2 separate regions of the Mus musculus genome follow, and region 1 is linked to region 2. The links are chromatin contacts, called in public promoter capture Hi-C maps. All regions are on one chromosome and are shown on one strand. Each heading gives the region's core, a stretch centred on a gene start, on an enhancer-like site or on the middle of the called end of the contact. The rest is flanking DNA. Distances are from core to core; before and after follow the strand shown.

Region 1 (6,145 bases), core at 1,131-3,630, 290 kb after region 2:
GGCTCCTCTCTTGTCTCCCTGGGCTCTGCAGGCCCGCGTCCTTCTTTATTGTGGCGTCATCAAAGTCAAAGAACAACCGCACTTCTGTTCTCAATGGGAGCTGAGACTGCATCCTGAGGCGGCTTCTATATGGTGGGAGAAAAGACTGTGCCATGTGGCCTGCTTCTCTTTGGCAGACGGGCTGCAGGGATGCATATAAGCTGTTCCTTTCATTGTTTAGAATTGTATTACACCTCAAAGTGTTCCCATGAGTGAGCTAAGTGGAGTTAATAAGCCTACTGTGGGTAAATGTGTGAGGACAATTTCTGTTGCCTCCCTCACACTGGAAAAGGGAAACAGGAGCCTGCCTATGAGTGTGTGTGCACATGCACGTGAACACGGCTTTCATTGCAGTGAGCAGGAAAAGTTTGCACTGTGAAAAGAAAAGGAGTTTACAGAACAAACAGAAGCTTCCTCCGGCCGCTCAACCCTTCCTCCCAGTGTGCTTGGTTCCCATCTTCCCTCTCTTTAGTTCCAGCCTCTGATGGAGTCCACACACTGCTGCCGCCCTTTGTTCTGGTCATAGAAACCCACCCTAGAAGGAGGGAGGGGCGTCTCCCTTTCAGAACACCCAGGGCAGGAGGTAGAGGGGCTGCAGCTAGGTAAGACGCCCTTTCACTAGAACCCCCATATAATGATGTTCCAAAACAGACCTCTCCAGTCCCCACCAGGGAAGGGGAGGAAATCCCAGTCGCTACAGGACCCTGGCTACCCCGTTAAGCTTCATAGCCCATGTTTTGTTAACTGTGGGCATGGGCAGAGGAGGGCTGCCTAGAGGCTAATTGGCAGAACCACAGAATCACTGCAAGTAATATTTTGATAACATTTTTTACTATGAGATAATCTAAGGAAACACACAAACTGATGAATTGAGTTAATGTGAACATGGGCATCTTGATGTTGACTAATTTCCAGTTTTGTTGCACAATAGTTGTGCTTATACACAATGACTGGGAGACTGGAAGCCTCTAAAGTAAATTTCCACTTGTGAATCAAGCATTAACAATCTGGTAATTACTGTAAAGGGCTTAAGTAGTGCAAAATCCTCCACTTATGTATTTTCACAAGGCATGAAGTGTGGCAACCTCATTCTGCATGTGAGCTGGGGAAGGCATGGAGGACCGGCCCTCCACTATTTATATGTGTACAACAGGAAGATGACAAGAGCTTTCCCCTGTTCCTTACAAGGAAGCTGCTAGGCATGCTGGTCATAGGGGGTTTCCAATGCCCCTGCAAAAGGCCAACCTACCTCTCCAAACCCAACTGATGAAAGGAAAACATACAGTGAAAAAGGTGGCCTCCTGGAGAGGGAGTGCATCTGTGCACTGTCAGCAGGTGAGACCTGCTCCTGCATGTCCCAGGAAGAAAAAAAACGAGGAGGAGGAGGAGAGGGAAAAGGAATAGAAGAAAGATGAGGGAGGAGAGGAGGAGGAGGAAGAAGAGGAGGAGGAGGAAGAGGAAGAGGAAGGGAGAGGAGGAGGAGGAAGGAGAGGAGAAGGAGGAGGAGAAGGGAGAGGAAGGGAGAGGAGGAGGAGGAAGAGGAGGAGGAAGAGGAGGAGGAGGAGGAGGAAGAGGAAGAGGAGGAGGAGGAGGAAGAGGAGGAGGAGGAGGAGGAAGAGGAGGAGGAGGAAGAGGAAAGGAGCTCCTTCGGGTTCACAGGAAGGTTAGGTGGGAACAGACACGATGCCTGCAGAATTCCAGGCCCCTGGTGTGGCACAGAGGCAACCAGCTTATTCCTGTTTCTGCACCTTCCAGCCTGGCTGCCCGGACTACATGACGCTATGTAAGTGGTGTCTGCTAATGCCATTCCTGACTTTCAATCCTTGCTCTCATCCACTTCCAGGGAGAGGGAAGGGGAAAGCGGTCAACACACAAATCATGATATTTGAAAACATACGGTGGTTTTCTTGTACTCATTCCTATGTACTATTTAATCCTTGCTACATGTATGTAAGACCCTGTACATACACAGCAACACATGCACACACAGTGAGTCCTCATTCACCATTAAACTATGCCAATGCAACAGTCTGGATGTTGGGAAAAATTCCCAGACCTGACCTCTGTCTAGAGTTAGAGGCTGACCTGGAGCAGAGGTCTGAGCAGGGCCCAGCTCTGACATTCTCCATAGACTCGGACTCCCCTAAACTCCCCCTGGCCTGAGGAGGAGCTAGCCTGGCTTGCCCTTGCTCTTCGTATGTTGTGTCTTCATACTCCAAGCTATGCTGCATGCAGTGTCCAGTGGCATGAAGAGCAGAGGGAGCTCAACAAGCACTTACCAGGGGACCACCATGCCACAGCCATAGGCATGATGGGTTCAGGATTCGGAAATCAGAACAACAGGGCTCCCTCTAGTGGTGTAGAACATACCAACAAATACTACTACCCATCTCCGCTCAGGCTCAGTGTCCTGAAAGGGACTTGCTCTGACTTTCGGTGCTGGTCTGGTTGTTTCTTCCTGGGAAATCAAGCACTACAGTTGCCTCTCCTCTAACATCCATCCCCACAGCCGAGAAGGAGCGATGTGCAGAGTCGGCAAACCTGTTTCATTTAAGAGCCATGGAAATCTCACCCAGCAAGGACAGAATATAGGGCTGGAGACAGACCTAGGCCAGCCAGTGACCCAGGTATCTGGAGGAGGAGAAGGACAGACTGAAGGCAAAGGAAAAGTGAGCCTCAAGCCCGAGGTAAGAAATTAACTTCCTCACGTGTGTGAAACTGCATTCGGAAAACAGCAGTAATTAGATTCAAGCTGTTTTAGCCAAGCTCAGCCTGGGATTCTGAGCAGCCTGGGCTGCTCTGCCAGTGAGGAGCCATTAAGATCATCAGCATCAGTCACCGTCCTGTCAAAACTGTGTCTGCTCAGATGATGCTATGGTAGACTCAGAAGGATTGTCTGTGCTACAAACCTGAACTAGGCCGCTGTTCACACCGTAGCTGGCGCCTGTTATATAGATCAAGCACTGGGGGTTAGTGGGTGAACAAAATCAGTACTAACACAAGATGGCAGGGGCAGCAGCACCAGGAGAAGGTGGATCAGCACCACTAAAACTGCAAACTGATGACGGACAGGCAGTGTGACAGGCCCCAAGCTGACCTCAGCTATGGCTATGGCAAAATATGTATTTTAACTGTCATTCAGAGGGGTTTGGTTTCTTTAAACCAGATTACTTCTCTCCATTTGTAAGAAAAATGAGAAATGACAGAAAATCATTGTCAAGTCAACAGCTTTAAAATGTGAACTAAGGTGCACCACTTGCTGTGCAAGTACAGGGACCAGAGTTCAAATCCCCAGAATCCACATAAAATCCATGTGCTTACATGTGCACCTATCACCCCAGGGCTGAGAAGTGGGGCAGGCCAATCCTGGGGGCTGGTTAGCCAGCTGATCTACCAGGGTCAGTGAGAGGCCCTCTCTCAAGAAGGCAGGAAGCGACAGACGGCAACAAAACCACTATCTTCCGCATATATAGGCACAACTGAGTGCTCACATACACACGTACATGCACAAACACACATACTAATCTCAAGGCTCTAACATAGGAATAATAAAAATATTTCTTCACATATGTGTGTATGTGTATATGTGCATGTTTGCATGTGTAAATATATGTCTATGAGCAGGTACACATGTGTTTGTGTTTGTATGCATGCACACGCTTGTGTGCAGAGGCCTAAGGTAGGAATCAGATGTCATCTTACCCTGTAGCTTATATACTGAGGCAGAGTCTCCCACTGAACCCAGAGCCAGCTCTTTAACTAGCCAGAGTGCTGTGTGGAGCTCCTGTCTCTGCCCTACCATGTCCTGCAGTCACAGGTGAGCCACCACACACCTCAGTTTTTACTTATGTTCTGGTGACCTGAACCCTGACCCTCATGCTTGGCAACGAGCAGTCCTGATGATAGAAATCTTAAACAAGTTCCTCTGAATGCCTCACACACGGTTCTCATTTGCTTTAGCAAAATGAAGACAGAAGACATAATAAAAGCACTCTCTGAAGTAACGCACAGCAAGGCTTTACACTCAAGCTCATGGAGATTCCTGCACGTGCTACAACCCAGGCAGCCTGGGGGTTTCTCTTACAGCACTTGTCCATGGCAAAGTCAGATCTGAAGAAAAATTCACTGAATTCCTGAGCCCTTCTCTGTTTGGCATAAGAATTGCTTTGGACCAGATGCCCCCAACAATGTTTCCTGCATGACATGACTGAGCATAAAGATGCCATTGTCTCCAGAGATTTGCTGAGGTGCTTGTGAGCCAAGGTTACACTGCACCAGAGCCCATTCTTTGAGCTTGGCGGCAAGCACGGTATCAGTTGGCATTCTCCGCATCAAGACGGTACACTGCCTTTTTTCTCTGTGCTCTTTTCAGTGAGTCCCCCTTCAGATCACAAAGCTGAAACACTCACTCTGTGACAGGTATCCCAGGAAATGACAAACACACAAGAGACAGGAAACCAGGGAGCATCAGCCACTGTGGTTTGCTTGAGCCTTGCATAGCACTACAATGTGCAATTAAATAATATGGTCCCAAGAGCTGAGGTTGGACTTTAGAGATTACTTATTTTACTATTTTTAATTATGTGTACATGTGTGTCTGTGTGGGTGTGTATATGAGCACAAGTGCCCTCAGAATTCAGAGCCACCAGATGTGGTGTTACAAACCCACTTGGGGCCTCTACAAGAACAGTAAACTACCTCTCTAACTCTAGGAGACTACTTCCTCCTTCCTCCCTCCTCCTCCTCCTCCTCCTCCTCCTCCTCCTCCTCCCCCTCTCCTCCTTCTCCTCCTCCTCCTCCTCCTCCTCCTCCTCCTCCTCCTCCTCCTCCTCCTCCTCCTCCTCCCCCTCCTCCGGCTATGACATAGTGAGTGCTCAGAACAAACCAGAGACTTGTGGACATATGAACATCACATTTCAGTAAATAGCAGACACTCCTTCCTTCTCAGAATAGCTACAAGGGCTAAAGAGATTTAAGCTGTCAGTAATCAAGGAAAAACATGAAAAAAAAAAACTTGTTCAAATGTTGGTAATAAATGTACTTGAGGCCCAGTGCTCATGAAAGCTGTCAGTGAGCAGCTTAATGTATGTAATGCCCTATAACCTCCAACTTAATGTATGTAGTGCCCCATAGCCTTCAACTTTCAGAACTGGTCCAGCTTGCTCCCAGCATTATCCAGACCTTGCCTGCCTTACACATGGGTCATGTCACCTCAGCAATAACCATTCTCCCTTCCTCCACAGTCTTCTGTGCTAACAGAGCGACTCCATTTGAAAAACGAGCCACACACACACACACACACACACACACACACATACACACACACACACACGCCCAGATAAAAGCCATAACCTGAAAACATACTATTTGAGCTCCTTCCTACTCTGAATGCCTCTGGAATCTTCTCTCTCACCTCTCTCTCCTCTCCTTTCCCGCACATGCCAGGCCTGGCCTGATGGAGGCTGGCTCTGCTGCCTCTTCCTGTATACTCTAATCGTGACTCTCACTCAATGCTCATCTCAGGGATGCTTAGCTCTGGGATGCTCATCTCCGGCAAGCCTCTTGTCAGGGCTTTCCTGGCACTGTCTCACTATTCCCAGGACACTTCCTATTCAGTTGCTCACTTGATTTCTTCCCCTCACATGTGTCACTGATTTGTGCATTTCTATGCAGCTCACTGTGGTGCCTTCTTCCAGGAGCATGTCACCATGAGTGCAGAAGTACTCCTCCTTACCATCAGATCATCACTGCCGAGAGTCTGGCACCACACAGGCCTTGGTACCGAGTGAGCTCTAATTCCCACTGGTGGAGGATTCCATGGGCCACTTCATTTTCACGAGAGAATAGTGTGCTTCAGGGTGCCCTACGTGAGTGGACTTGGTGTCATTTCCTTCTCACCTGAGGGTGGATGTGAGATATGTGCGTGCAGCAGGAAATCACGAGTATGGCCTTCTCCTCCACACAGAGGAAAGGATACATGGAGGTGTTCCTACAATGCTCTTGTAGGCAGGCAGGCTGGCACTTTTTCTTCCCAACTCCATCTTTAGAGGAAGGGAACCAACTTGCGGGCAGAGCTCTGAACTGCCTGGTTCCCTCCCTCATAGGC
Region 2 (6,352 bases), core at 3,001-5,500:
ACAAATACACACATGCACACACATAACTGGCACAAACACATGTACACACACGTACACACATGTACACACTCAGTTTTTTAGAAGGAGAGAACATCTTAGGGCTCAAGGAGTCAGGACAGAGATAGAGACCATTAATTTCTCTTTACCATTCTCTCAGGCTACAAATCATTTCTCACTTCCCAGAATCCTCTAAATAGCTACTAGTTCTGGAGACGACCAGCCTCAGCAAGAAAGAGCACAGCGGGTTCAGCTCTAAACATGGGCATGTCACTGTTGGCCTCATTGATAATACTGGTTTTTCACAGTGTTAGAAATACTGTTCAGGGTCACAAAGAAAGAGACCACCTAACTAGGGCTTTATCATTGTGATAGAAAAATGACCAGAAGCGACTTGGGGGAGAAAGGGCTTATTTCATTTTACATTTCCATCTTACAGTTTATCACTGAGGGAAGTTAGAGCAGGAGCTTAATTAAGCAGGACACGGACTGAAGCAGAAACCATGGAGTGGCGCTCCTTGCTGGCTTGTTCTTATGGCTTGCTCATCCTACTTTCTTGTACAATCCAGGAGCACCTGCTAAGGGGGGCACAGTCCACAGTGGGCTGGGTTCACCCACACCAATCATTAATCAAGACAAGGCTAGTCTGATGGAATTATTTTCTCCTGAGGTGCCCCTCTCCAGATGAATGTAGTTTATATCAAGTTAACCAAAACCAAACCAAACCAGAACAATAGGACATTTCATGTTTGTGAGTTTTGACTCCAGTTACGGCTCTTTGTGGACCAATGCTACATTTTTCTTTGAAATTTATTTACTTTTGACTAGCTATAAAGAAAGCCTTTATCATAGCAAAAATGAGATTATCAACGGGTATTCAGTAAAGAGCAAATTTCCTTATTACTCCTGTCTCTTGGTTCTTCTCAGTCAATCACAATCACCTACTTTGCATCTTTCTGGAAATGCTCTTTATCATTGGCCCTTCTCATTGAAAACTGTATTTTCTGTAGGAGACACTGCAGAAAGACATCACCCAGGAGAGCTATTTTAGAAGTCTCAACAGTGACTGTTTCTTCTAATCTGTCCAGTGTCCCTTACGAAAACCATTTGTGGATAATCCCCACTTCCTGTCACCCTACACTATCCTGCTTCCTCGAGGTCAGCCTATGATGTCTTCGAGGGCAATACCCCCTTCACAACTAGATCTTTAATCTTTCCCCTCTGCTCATCATCTATCCAGCACCCAGCCATTTATAAAAACAATGAGAAGATTTCCAGTCCCTAGTCCTTTAAGAACTCTTTCACCCCTGCCTAACAGACCCCACCTACCACCACACTCCCTCAGCCACTCTCTGCCTGCACTGTCCCCTTCCTCCCTCTGGCACCTACTATACCATTACTGTATTTGGATACAGTACAGTATTTGGATACAGGCAACTCAACCCAACTCATCACCACACCACATCACCACTGTCCCCTTCCTCCCTCTGGCACCTACTATACCATTACTGTATTTGGATACAGTACTGTATTTGGATACAGGCAACTCAACCCAACTCATCACCACATCTGTTGACTCAATGTTGTTCGAGGTTAAACTCCAGGTATACAAGGGCCCCTAATTTGTTCTTATACAACCTTCAACCCAACTTGAGGCTGTCCTATCTGGAGAATATTTCATCTTAAAATAAAAAAATGAGAGCACTGTCCAAGAAAACTGAGATGTATTCTCTCAGACATTTCTCATGTCTCCATACCCTTTTTTGTACTCTTGTCTCAGCTATTCAGGAGATTTCTTCTGTAGAACATCAACTTGTGTTTATCCCCCAGGTCTGGCATCTGTACTTCTGTTTTCCAATGTATGGACACTGAATTCCTCCCCAACGATCAAACCGAAATGATCTCCCTTTTTGCCTCAATTCTCTCCTCAACCCCAATCTCCTCCCACTGACGGCTCTTCTTGTCTCAGGCATCTCTTCTGTCCTTGGTGCAGACAGCTGGCATTTCCCCAACTCTCTTACTTCCAAAAGCTTTCCATGGCTGTTTCTGAAATCCCAGATGGAATAGCTGCCATTATCACAACCATCTGGAACCAAAGAGACTCACTGCAGGTGTCATTCTTAGAAATTACAGAGCCCTGAATCTTCTTCCGACAGAGAAAGAGAGTACCCATTTCTTCCTCCAGCAAGAGTGCTACTTCTCTATAAACCATCCCAGGGTAGACTGAGACATGGCAAGAAGATGGCACGCAGAACATCCAAACCCTGCCAGCATCCCACCTCGTAAGCACAATGGTTCAATGGGGGTGATGGCAACCCTGGCTGGCTACCCTTTTATTTATTCTCCTTATTTCCCTATTATTAGCCTTTGTATCCTGTCTTTCAAAAGCATATTTATTTTTATTTATGCGTATGTGTGGGTGTATCTGCATGTGTATGCACATATATGTATGGTGCCCCAGGAGGCTAGAAGACAGCACTGGAGACATAGACAGTTGTGAGCCACCTGACATGGGTTCTGGAAACTGAACTCTGTTCCTCTGCAAGAGCAGCAAGTGCTCTTAACTACCAAGTCATCTCTCCAGCACCTGAACCTGTGGTTTAAACTAACCCAGGGGTTGGAGCAGCAGTTAACAGAACTCGGTGCTTTTTCAGAGGACTGAGTTTTGGTTTCCCGTACCCACATGGCATCTAACAACCACCTGTAACTCCATTCCAAAGGACCTAATATTCTTTTCTGGCCTTTGTGGGCACTACATGCACACGGTGCACAGACATGCAGGTAAAACACCCGTACACATAAAATAATAAATGAGATATGGGCTATCTAAGCCCTTTGTCCTCTTCAGACTGAACCCCTTGATTCAGGACACCACCAAAAGTCATGGCAACAACATCTGGCTCCTCCAAAATCTCTAATTCCAAAATCTGTTCCATGGCAACATCCCAATTCAGCCCAAAGCAGCCCTCTGAAATCTATGCCTGAAGTCTGGCCCCATTGCTCTCCCAACCCATCACAAAACAAACGGCAGAAAATATCAGCTCTAGTGGCACCAAGTCACATTTAGTGACATCTTGTCCCCATGTGCCACACCTTAGCTGATGCCCTGATTCTTACCACCTGCCAGCTGAAATACCCTGCTCCGCAAACAGTGGCCTCACTGCAAGCTCAGCTCTCCTAGAAATGGCTAACCTCATTTTCTCATCTCTAGAGCCTCACATTACCTCTTTCCTGACCTGTAGACACAGGTCTATAAGTGAGGGGTGGGGGGAGGGCAGGTGCTCTGTGGAGTTGCTTATCCCTTGTCTCTGCATCTCTACTCTAACAAAGAAAAGTTGAGCATGAGTAAGAGATAGAACAGTATAAAGCTCAACCCCTCTCGGAGATATCAGAGGTGGCAGCAGGAGCCAGGCAAGCACGCCCATTGCTGGTGCTTGAGTCTGCATCTGGGAAGCCCAGTCTAAATAAGTCTACAAATTTTTTGCACCACTTTTTTTTTTTAATGTTAAATGTCTTTGTGGTACACAATGAGATCACTTAGTTCAAGCCTGGACTTCTGTTCAACTGGCCCTCAAGGTTTCTTGGAAGGCATCCATACTTTCTAAATGAATCCAGCCACATTCAGATCTTCCACACCTCTGACTCCTCCTATAGGTCCTTGTAAGTGGTTCTGCCCAGATGGCAGGGAAACCTGGGCCTTGGAAGCCCAGGAACCGCACAGTTCTGAGGGGGAAGGGTCAGGTATCCCAGTGGAAGGGAACCCTGAGACACGGCCGATAGGAAGCCTCCTCAGCAGAGGCATTGTAGCTCCCAGGGGAAGGTAGCCCTGCTCCACTTTCTCACTCGGTTCCATCTTTTTATTGCTTCTTGGCTTTTCCTGATGAGAGAGTCACGATAGGTGGAAAGTCTCATGAAAGAGATTTATTCAGGGTAAGGAGGGATGAATCCAGACATGGCTGGCTGCCCTCTGTTCCCAGAAGCAGACAGCAGAGAATTGGACAAAGGGCAGGGCTTATGTAGAATTTCTTAGGAGGCAAAGCTTTTCAGAGCAGAGATTTCCCGGATGAGGATTGGTGAGATTTCAAGTCCTGAGTTTGGGGAGCTCAGGGATTGGTGGGTTCTCCTGCTCAGGGATTGGTGGGTTCTCCTGCTCAGGGATTGGTGGGTTCTCCTGCTCAGTGATTGGTGGGTTCTCCTGCTCAGTGATTGGTGGCTTTTTTCCCCACCACCTTTTCCCTGCATTAGACCTATGGGTTAGGATGAGAGGTCCTTCCTGGCTGCAGGTGGCTTTGGTTGAGGTAGCATCTCTGTGGAACTGCTGGGGAGGTGGAGAGGAGGTGCTGCCACTGTGGACAGCTCCTGTGGGATAGATAGTTCCTAAGGCTGTAGGCTGAGGCAAGAAAGGTGTTGCCACCATAGACAACTCTTGAGGGACAGCTCCTGCTGATGGCGGGAAAGGGGATGAGCCTCCTGCAGACTGAGGAAATGTCCTCTTGCTGCCATTCTTTGACAGTTCCGGAGGGGCATCTTACTGGCTATAGGTTGGAGCAGGAAGGAGGGGCTGGCTGCCACTTGGACTGATTTGCAGAGTGCTTGCTTCTTCCAGACAGCTCCTGCTGAGGTGGGAAAGGAAATGTGCCACCTGTGTCAGTTGCAGGCAGAAGAGGTGTTGTGGAGACGTCATTTTTGACAGCTCCTGTGGGCATCTTGTAGGCTGGGACAGGAAGGAGGGGCGGGCCACCGCTTTGAGGGGTTTGTAGCGCTGCTTAGGAACTTCAGTTAGAAACAGAGAAAAGCAGCCTTGTATGGGTGAGCCATGTAGGGTGGGAAAATGTTTAGCATCTTCAATAGGGAGTCAGCCCTCCTGCTCCTAAGTTCACTTGGGCAGGTCCACTGCCCACTGCTCAGTGGAATAAACAACCTTTCTTCTTGCTCTTGCCTCCTCTCTGACGAGGTCGCTTTGTCAAGAAGCCTGACTCTCGCTAGACCACGCACAGCGCGATCAAGATTATGGGGTCCTCCAAGATTCCTAGAGAGACTCACAGAGGATTGGCCGGTCGGTGAGATGATGTATTTCCGGGCCAGGAATCTTTAAAACCTGAGAGCGTGGATGGTGAGAGGCCGTTAGAATCCCTCCGTAGGTGAGTGTGAGGAAACATGAGGAAGGCTTGGTTGGCATGGACCTGAGGGAGGGAAGGTGGTCCTCTTGGGCCCCAGGCTTGCCTACCGGGGTGCTGGAGAGAGGGGCGCGGTCTGAAATGGAAAGAGGGCGCTGTGGACGCGACGCCTGGGCGGGAAGAGGGCGCTGAGGGTCAAAGGCTTCTACAGCCTAACTACAGGGAGAGACATGGAGGCCCCAATGAGGCTGGGCAGGGAGGGTGACACCCGGGTCGGTGAGGAAGAGGCTTGGAGCAGAACAGCTTGAGATGCAGGCAGGAAGATTGTGCAGGAAAATGGCACAGTGGGCCTTAAGCAGGCGGACCTGAAGTGTAGGACAAGGCAGCGGAGGACATGGCATTTTTGTCAGGGTGTCTTCCATGACTTAAACCTTAGTGCTGCTGATTAGTGTGTTAATGTTAATTCCCAAAAAGGTATTTGTAAGAAAGCACCTAATGTGTGTTGGATCTAACAGTTTTCGATGTTTATATGAAAAATGTCTTGACTTAGCTCTTTGTACCGTCCTTTATACTCTTCATATTTTTATCTGTTAGATATCCATGCCACAGGCAGTTGTTCACATCTCAGGTATTATCTTCAAGCACAAATCTCGCCCATCCACTCCTCTGAACGACAGCAGGCTTACTTTCTAATTATTAAAGGATGAATTTACCCAGAGCAGAAAATATAACTAAGAAACGAGACTGCTTTGCTTCCCTGTACTAGAATATTTGAAATCATATTGTGAAGTTCATAGATTTCTTTAACAGGATAGTGTTTTCCTTCTCACTGCTACTGTTATAAAATTGAACAAATATACCACAATCTCTAGCCAGAAAACATAAAAATATTCCTAATAAACCACCTTTAAATTGTTTGACTTGCTTTACAAAAAAAGATAGTAATTATTATTAAGTAGCAAGGGGCTAGGCTGGTTCTTAGGTCTGTCAGTATTCACTGGATTTTATGTATACACTTATTCCTCTTGTATCTGTACCTTGCTGTTGTCTCTGGATTACTGAAATTATACTTTTAACAGTACAGGCTATCATTATACATTTCCTGGATGAACCTCTTCTCCATTGTGCCTGCCATCTCACTTTTGCTAAGACTAGAATTGCTACTGATAAGAAGTAACTGACGAATAATACTTCACAGGGCCTTCAAAACAGGATGAATCAAGGATTGTATGCTGAAG

Evidence for each region. Promoter capture Hi-C pulls out the DNA fragments that hold promoters and counts their contacts.
Region 1: a contact with region 2 is called in a promoter capture Hi-C map of neural stem cells. The contact joins the enhancer-like site here to the promoter of 1700048O20Rik in region 2. A contact is called at or near these places in 2 of 39 promoter capture datasets (hippocampal neurons and neural stem cells) and 3 of 484 Hi-C or Micro-C datasets (cardiomyocytes and cerebral cortex).

The regions. Positions count from the first base shown.
Region 1 is chr9:122,223,146-122,229,290 of GRCm38.p6, forward strand. All of the region lies in intron 11 of Ano10 (anoctamin 10), which reads right to left. Among named protein-coding and RNA genes, the nearest start is that of Mir8106, 48 kb to the right of the region's middle. Within about 2 kb of position 2,381, at least 27 of the 459 cell types and tissues checked have an H3K27ac peak or open chromatin away from gene starts, as enhancers often do. A contact at or near this core is called in neural stem cells, where this site is marked.
Region 2 is chr9:121,933,025-121,939,376 of GRCm38.p6, forward strand. 1700048O20Rik (RIKEN cDNA 1700048O20 gene) reads left to right here and starts at 4,251. Exons shown (of 5, transcript NR_033553.1): 1 at 4,251-4,295; 2 at 4,952-5,138.